Regions from separate parts of the Gossypium arboreum genome. Here region 2 is linked to region 1. The links are chromatin contacts, called in public Hi-C maps. All regions are on one chromosome and are shown on one strand. Each heading gives the region's core, a stretch centred on a gene start, on an enhancer-like site or on the middle of the called end of the contact. The rest is flanking DNA. Distances are from core to core; before and after follow the strand shown.

What was found. Hi-C and Micro-C count contacts between places; a contact is called where the count stands out from the background.
Region 2: a Hi-C map of leaf shows a contact between it and region 1, with 2.6 times the contacts expected there. The contact joins the promoter of LOC108456871 here to the enhancer-like site in region 1. A contact is called at or near these places in 2 of 5 Hi-C or Micro-C datasets (both in leaf).

What each region holds. Positions count from the first base shown.
Region 1 is chr9:53,373,408-53,377,740 of ASM2569848v2, reverse strand. No RefSeq gene overlaps it. Among protein-coding and RNA genes, the nearest start is that of LOC128280652, 52 kb to the right of the region's middle. Within about 2 kb of position 2,265, at least 2 of the 2 cell types and tissues checked have an H3K27ac peak or open chromatin away from gene starts, as enhancers often do. A contact at or near this core is called in leaf, where this site is marked.
Region 2 is chr9:54,200,440-54,204,772 of ASM2569848v2, reverse strand. LOC108456871 (heavy metal-associated isoprenylated plant protein 32) reads left to right here and starts at 2,334. Exons shown (of 3, transcript XM_017755599.2): 1 at 2,334-2,810; 2 at 2,913-2,988; 3 at 3,079-4,333. The coding sequence starts at 2,781.

The DNA.
Region 1 (4,333 bases), core at 1,016-3,515:
ATCCGTTATGTCCGCAACCACGATAAATGCAACGCGATCGAAAATGCAGCCGCGACCGCAATTTAAATCCCTGATGTCGATTGAGGTTTACTTCAATCTTACTTCTTGAAAGTGTTTTTTATCCAAATTTGTCCCAAAAGCACTTTTGAAAAACTTAAAAGTATTATGTTTAACAATACTTTCATCAATGCTAAACTGATCCTAAGTTTTAGCTCAATTAGTATGGCTATTGTTGTCAATGCAGGAGGACGTGAGTTTGAGTGCATTAAAGTGCATTATCTTCTTATTTATAGATTTAAAAAAAGCTATAAATAGTGATTAGAATCTATAATGAGTAATTATGTAAGAAATTAAAATTTTATAAAATCTAAAAGAAAGAACCTTCCAAGCCCTTTCACTTTCTAAAAAAATTCTCTCTTTTCAAGCCAATCACACCAATAAAAATTGTTAAATTTTGGACATATTTTACTTCAGCCATTTTAAATAGGTAAATATGTAAACAGGCTACCATCAAACAAAAAAACCAAAAGAATTATTGATTTATTGTTCCACGTTGCATTAAAATATAGTAAATTTCTGAAGTGAAAATAAATTAAAAACAAAAAAATTTACCATATTCTAATCAATTAAAAGTTCAAGATAAAGAAAATTTAGGTTAACAAATCATGGAACTCTAAATTATTATATAAATAAAAATAGGCAAAAAAAATTATCAGCACTTCCCAATAAGTAACTCAAAAATTAACATCGGAATTAAAAAAATAATAATTACCTGACAGGTTTCAAGCAATGGCGACGACTTGTTGTTTCAGAGGCTCAAGGATGTGGTTTGATTTTTTGCCAGTCTCTATTTTCTTTACATGGATATACATGTACGTTGATGTCAATGTAAAAAAAAAAAAAAACATTTTCATTTCATTTGTCTGCTATGGGTTGAAGTGATAGAGCACAACGCTTGAACGGTGGTCCTGTTTTCGACCGGAGAGGATGTCGGCATGGTGGTTCAAGAGGCGGAAATGGGCTTGAAAACAGAAAGGTTGGTTTTTTTAGAAAGTTAAAAGGTTTGAAAGGTTGTTTTAGAATTTTATGAAATTTTCAAATTTTTTACGTAATTATAGTTTTAAAATATTTTTATAATTTCAAAATAAAATAACAAAAAATTTCAGAGTTTTTAAAAGAATTTTTGATATTTTAATAATTTTGAAATTTAACCTAACTCAACATAGGGTTAATTTTTTTAAGGATTTTATGATTTTTATTACAAATTATAATTTAAAAAATAAATTTTATAGTTTTAGAAAATAAATAAAAATTTCTGAATTTTAAATAATTTTAAAATTTTAGATAATTATTTTTCAAAATTATGATTAAAAATGTTATAAAGATAAAATAAAATATTTTAATTATAGTTCATAGTTTAAGTTACATATTAACCTTTAAACTAGCAGGTCAGGTTATTTTTGAATTAAATTTATGATGGTTATAATCTTAACGAAGAAATAATCAAAATATTATAATTCGATAAGATTAAGAATGAAAACGAAATTTTAACAAAAATTTAGTGAGTTTAGCCATAAATTAGGTTGTGTGGTTTTTTGAGGGGTCATCAGTTAGGTTGTTGATTATGTAATCCTCAATCTAATCTAATAGATTCCTTGAAGCAAATAAACAAAGAGAGTTGTTAGCCGTAACATTTGAGCCGAGCCGAGCCGAGCCATTTCATGAAAACGGTGAAAGGCGTTGCGAAAATAATAAAAATAAAAATAAAGGAGAAGATTGGGAGAGAAGGGTGAAGAAAAAAGATAACGGAAGCTTGTAAACGGCGAAATTTGTCGGTTAGCCTGTGAGAAGAGCGCGGGAATCTTTTTCCATATATTTTTTATTTTTTGTATTATTATTAAGGGAAGTACGGATGGTGTTTAAAATAAGAAAAAGGTTAAGATGTGGGTCCCACAAAAGAAATCCAGACGCCTCCACGCTTCATTATTACTACTACTTCCTCCTTATCTCCCTGAATTTAAGTTAAGGGAACAATTAATTTAGCTTTTTTATTTTAACAAATTTTATATTTCAATTTACATGAATAAATTTTTAATAAATCCTATAAAATTTTAAAAATGTATAAATTAATTATGTTTTACTCATAGTGAAAAATTAAATTTATATTGATGTAAGTGATTTCAACTTATCATTATAAAAATTAAGGTATAAGAAAATAAAGAAAAGGTGAACTCTAGGATTGAACTCAACCCTTGTTGGCATACTAATGTTATCAAGGCAAGATAATTAAATTGAATCTCAAATCAACAGTAACTATGCGTATTTATAATTATCAATAGACGGTTTAGAAAAATGATATTTTTTATTTTAAAATTACAATTATTGAAAAGTTTCACTTAAATATTATTTTTGACTCCAACAAAATTAATCTCTCACTATAATATAAACTAAAAATCCCTATTTATACAAAATAAAAATAAAAATAAAAATAAAATCACATGTCTATGATTAACGAAACAAAAAAAGAAATAAGGTGGGTAATTCCCTTGTCTGGGTAGTATGAGTGAGGTTGCCACTTCACATGCTCAAAATTAACTTTTTAGCTTTTTTTAATTATTTCTTTTCTTTAACTTATTGGATGTTACTATTATTAGGGGTTTGAAGATATGACATTATTAGATATCATGTAATTATATGACGTAAATATTATAAAAATTATTAAAATATAACATAAAATACTATGATAGTAATTATAGTGAGAATTTTTAAGATGAGCATCAAAATGATTTTAATCATTAGATAAAAACGATTCTAAGCTTAAGATTTTGTATTTATTTTACCGTATTAAAATAACCAACAATACTCAATCTTTCTCTTCTTTTTTTTCTTTTTACCGTGTAATTGAAGTTTAAGGGTGAAATATTTCTGGATAATGTTTACTTTTAGATTTTGTTATAGAAAAAATTGGAATGGAAAGTAAGATATTAAGATTATTAAGATTAAACAATTTGGGTATTAGGTGTAAGAGCTCAATTTTGCCCGGGCCCAATAATAAAACAACAGCAAAAAATAACAGTTCATTTACAAGGCCCGAGAGTCCAAAAAAATTATTACAAGCCCAAATACAAAGAGAGGCCCAATGGCCTAAAATCCTAATCTTTCAACAGAAACCCTAGTTGCCCTAGCCCCCTGCTGCGTCATTTCCCAACATGTCAGCTAACGCGAGGCCCAAAACCTTTCCCCTTGCACCAAAACGGCAGCAGCAACCTCGTTGACTTCCACTGCCCCTGCAAGAAACACAAAAAAGGATAAGAAACAGAAACAAGAAATAAAAAAAAGCATATATTGTAATATTATTTCGGTTATAAAAACTGATCTTTGTAACATGAAAAGGGGGATCAAATACATTGAAATAAAAAAAATCAGAAGAATCGAAATAAAAATACCACAAAGTTCAAAAAGGTAACATTTTATTGTTTATTATTATTATTTTATTTTGATTTTTCTCTTTTCAAAACAAAAAATAAAAAAGGGGAGAAACTTTACCTATTTTGCTCCGTCACCAGAGGTCCCTCCGACTCGGGAAGCCTCGGACCCCTTAGGGTCCATGGAGGGCCTCGTCAGAGAGAGTAGAAACCGAAAGGTTTCTCTCATTTTTTGGGATTTTGGCTAAGTTTTCGGCGATTCTAACTCCAGATCGGAGATCTACGTGGAAAAGAATTCCAGGGAATTTTTTTGGCTACCTCCGATCACCGGAGGTGGCAATCTCCGTCGCCAGTGATTGGTGGCCACGACGGAGACTCGCTAGCCCATGGTCAGACTTGAAGCCACTTCAGAGAAAAAAGGAGAACGAATTTTTTTTTTTAAAAAAAAAGAGAGGCTAAAATGACTTTTTTTTTTTAAACTTTAACTTATATAGACATATCAAAATGACATCATTTTGGCTTGGCTTCAGAAACCCCAAAACGAAGTTGTTTTGAACTCAACCCAAAAATCGACCTATTTTCCCCTAGGATCCTCGTGTTTTTGAAGGGAGGGAATATTTGCAGCTTTGGTCCTTCCGCTTTTTTTTTCATCTTTTTAATTTAATCCTGCTCGTTTGTTTTAATTTTCTCCTCATAATTTAAATTCCTGTACAATTTAGTCCCCTAACCCACTGTGAACCCCTTAAGGAGTGACACGTGTCAATATGATGGGGACAATTTCCATTTGACCCCTAAAGTTTTCTATCTTATTTTAATTTAATCCTTTAAGTTCTGTTTCTTAATAATTTAGGCTTTTAGTTTTGTTATATTTTTAATTTAGTCATTTATTCTCCTTTCCTTTTTTTTTC
Region 2 (4,333 bases), core at 1,085-3,584, 830 kb before region 1:
AAAACCATTTGCTTTAATCTGAAACAACTAAGCCACTCTAATTCGAGAAACAATCCTATTCGCCTGACTTCCACTTGTCCAAGTTTGTGCTTGTTAAATTATCAGATAAAATAATTGATATAATTATTATATGATAACAATTTTCATATTAACATCATTATTTATTAAATTTTTTATATGCCACTGTCAGTGGAAGCCAATCAGTAAGCATGCATCATCTTTTATTTGGAATAAAAATAAGCACACTTTTAAAAAAACAAACGCCATTTTCATTGGAGGGTTTTTTTTTCCACGGGTGAGAGTTGCTAAATGGATTGCACCATAAGTTACCTAAATATGAAAGTAACGCAATGAGAAAGAATAATCTCTTGATCTTCCATCTCACCATCGCAAATTTTTATCCAAAGGCACCCTTAGTCTAAGGAACAAGGCCATTATTAGTAAGGTTTTTTTTTTTTTTATCACCTAACTATGGAAAGTAATAAAATGGGCACTCAACTTATTGGATTTGCCTTTTTTTTTTTTTGTCACCAATTGTTAACTGACTAATAGGAAAATGATGTAACAACTTTTAAAATTGGTATAATAACAATTTTAGTCGTCAATGTTTATATATTATGTCAATTTGGTAATGATTCTTAAAAAGTAGCCTTAATATTTACAATTTGTCAATATTCTAAAAAATTAGAAAGAGTATAAAAATATCTCACACGTAAGTTTCCTTTTTTCCTATTTTTTTTTCTTTTGCCTATTCATTTCTTATTCCTTTGCAGAACAAAACAAAGCTAATCCCTTCTTCTCCATACCCTAGCCACTACTTGGAATCACCATAATTCAGGTCACTTTTGGCCAATTGAAGGTGTCGACTTGCTACCTTTTCGTTGCTTTCTTCCAATTACTGAATGGTTTAAGATGAAATCAACCAAATCAAATCCCAAGTATCTTCTTTTGGTTGTTGAATCATCACCAGACTTCGATTGACGCTTCTCCTCATCCAAGCCTCCTTTTACCGTTCAAATTAAATGATTGATGCTCCAAACTCCATGAACTAGCCTTGATTGAAACTTCTTGTTTTTTTTTTTTGTTTTTCTTTTCTTTTCTCAGTTTTAATATAAATTTAGTTTAGTTAGTTTTGGTAGACATCTTGGACGACAACGGAGTTCATGCGCATCCTACAAGTGATTGAGACAAGGAGACCAATCAAATATAGGAGGGTTGAAAAAAAATTCTCTTACTTTGACTATAGGATGTGGTGTGATTGTTGTAGGCCTGAGATGTATACTACTATCTGTATTATGTTTAAGTGTTTCAATTCTTTGAAAAAGCATTAATCTATTTTATACTTTCATAAATATTGATAATTGCAAATTTTATTTCTTTTCAACATAGTTGTTCTCTTTAATGGAGTGGGAAATTTTCAATTTAGGAAAAAAAATGAATGAGAAATTGAATATGTGCTTGATTGAATCAGAAGAAATCCAATAATGGTTTGATCGAGTAGCAAGAATTTTAGGGTTGTGTTTATTTTTTGATGAGGGGTTTTCCAAGACTTCGATTTTTATAAATCAAGAAATATTGTTAGAGTACACTTTAGTTGAACTTTTATTGAGAAAAAAAAGAATAAAATTTATATGGGTTTAATATGTGCTTGTTTGAAGGTTGTAAAATGGATACACCAAGGCAATCCAATCATATGATATATGGTAAGTTCTTTTTGTTGGATCGATTGTTAAATTTATTAGGCTGGCATGTACAAACTCAAGCTTTCGACCAATTTCTTTTTCCTAATTTTGAATTTAATTTAAATAATAAAAATATGTAAATATGAATATAAAACAAAATTTTTTATTTTCATTAGACTAAACTTAAGTTAGATTTAAACATAAAAAATATAATAATTTAGATAATGTTGGAATCTCTTTCATCAACTTATTTCGTGTCGCTATTAACTGCTATATATATCATTAGTCGTTATTTTGATGTAAAATTAAATTTTAAGGCTGAATTAATTTATAAATTTATAATTCAAAGAGCTTAATTAAAAATAAGAAAATAATTAAAATAAAATCGAATCTAAGGAGGATAGGGAAGCGTATGGCAATGCCATCTAGTGTCATTATTGTATTGTATTATAAGAGAGTAAAAAATCTGACAAGGAGTTCATTCACATCTGTGATCTTTGTACATTCCATTTATTATTTTGGACCCACCAAAATCCAATCCCCCTCTTACGGTGAAATTTGTGAAATCACCAAAAGCCTCAAATTTCTTTATTTATTTATTTTCTTCTTCATACAAAGCCAATACCAAAGCCAAAAGCCAAAGCTCAAGCCAAGCCTAAGCCACCATTTGGCTCTAATACACATTTTACCAAAAAAAAAAAAATCACTCTATTCTTCTTTCTGGTAAAATTTCAATATATATATATAAATATATCAATAAATAAAGATCCAAAAGATAGAGTGAAGCTTTGCTTTGCTTTGCCTGCTGTTGCCATTGCCATTGCCGGCACTCTCTCTTTCTTTGCTTTTAGCAGAGTCTTTGCTTTGCTTATTAACATCTATTCTCTTTCTTCTTCTTCTCCTTCTCCGGCTCTCATTCTCTCTTCTTCTTCTTCTTCTGTTAAACAAACCCAAAAACTAAGTCTGTTGGGATTTGTTGTAAATTTCTATCATTTCTTCTGTTTTTTTTCTTCAGATCTGTTACCAACCCTTTTTTTTCCCTCTTTCATTCTCCTTGTTGTTGTATGTGTATTTGAGATTAGAAAAGAAGAAAAAAAAATGAGTAAAGAAGAGTTTATGAAGATCCAAGTATTTTCTCTCTCTTTTTTGTTTCTCTAGTGTTTTTTGTTAAAGATTATACCTTTACTTCGTTTCTACTCAAAAAATCTTTTTTTTTTTGCTTGTTTGCAGACTTGTGTCCTCAAAGTTAACATACACTGTGATGGATGTAAGCACAAAGTGAAGAAAATCTTACAAAAGATTGAAGGTATTTCTTCTTTTTTTTGGACATTAATTTGTTTTTCATGTTTCAGACTTTAAAGTTGAGTTTTTTGGGGTTTTATTTTTGTTTTGTCAGGGGTTTTTAAGACCACCATAGATTCTGAGCAAGGTAAGGTAACAGTGTTGGGAAATGTAGATCCTAATGTTCTAATAAGAAAGCTTGCAAAATCAGGGAAGCATGCAGAGCCTTGGGGTTCTGCAAAAGCTAACAACAATCAAGCTCATCTTGCCAACCAGTTCAAGAACATGCAGATGCTTGATAATGGCAACAAAGGTGGAAACAACAACAACAAGAACAACAACCAAAACAACAACAAGGGTGGTCAGAAAGGGAACAACAACAACAACAACCACAACAATAACCAGCCGAAAGGTGGTCAGCCGACACCTCAACAGTTGCACCAGCATCTTCAACAGCTTCAACAAATGAAAGGGTTACAAGATCTGAAGCTGCCTCAGTTGAAGGACATGAAAATGGGTCCTAATCCCAACCAACTCCAAAACAACAAAGCTGTGAAGTTTGCTGAAGAGGAAGATTTCAGTGATGATGATTATGATGATGATGACTTGGATGATGATTGTGATCTTGATGATGATGATGATTTTGATGATGGTGATGAGTTGGATGATCATCGTCATCCAGTTAACAAGATGAAGGCTATGATGGGGAATAATGCTCCTCCTAAAGGAATGGCCAACAACATGGTGATGTTGAATGGCATGATGAATGGTAATCTCCCTCAGCTTATGAATCCCCAAAAGGGTCCCCAAAATGCTGCTCCTAATGGTGGGGGTAATGGTAAGAAAGGTGGTAACGGTGGGGGTGGTATGCCTGTTGGTGGTGGTAACAATGAGGGTAAAAATGGGAATGGAGGTAAGAAAGGTGGTGGTGCTGGAGGGAATCCTAACGGGGGGAATCCATATCAAGGTGGCGGTGGTAAAAACGGTGGTAAAAATGGCGGTGGTTTACCTCAGGAGCTACACAAGAATGGTGGTAACAACGGTGGTGGGAACGGTGGCAAAAAGGGTGCTCCCAACGGTGTTTCCGATGGGTTCCCTACCATGGGTGGCGGCGCTAATGGTGGGAACATGAGTCAACAACAAAGGGCTGCTGCCATGAACATGGCAATGGGCCAAATGGGGAGCTTACCCCAAATGGGTAACATCCCAGCAGTGCAAGGGTTACCGGCAGCAGCCATGAACGGCGGCGGCGGCGGCGGAGGGTACTTCCAGGGAGCGGGTCCGGATGTAATGCCGGGCAACCCATACCATCAACAACAACAACAGCAACAGTATTTGGCAGCAATGATGAACCAACAACGTGCCATGGG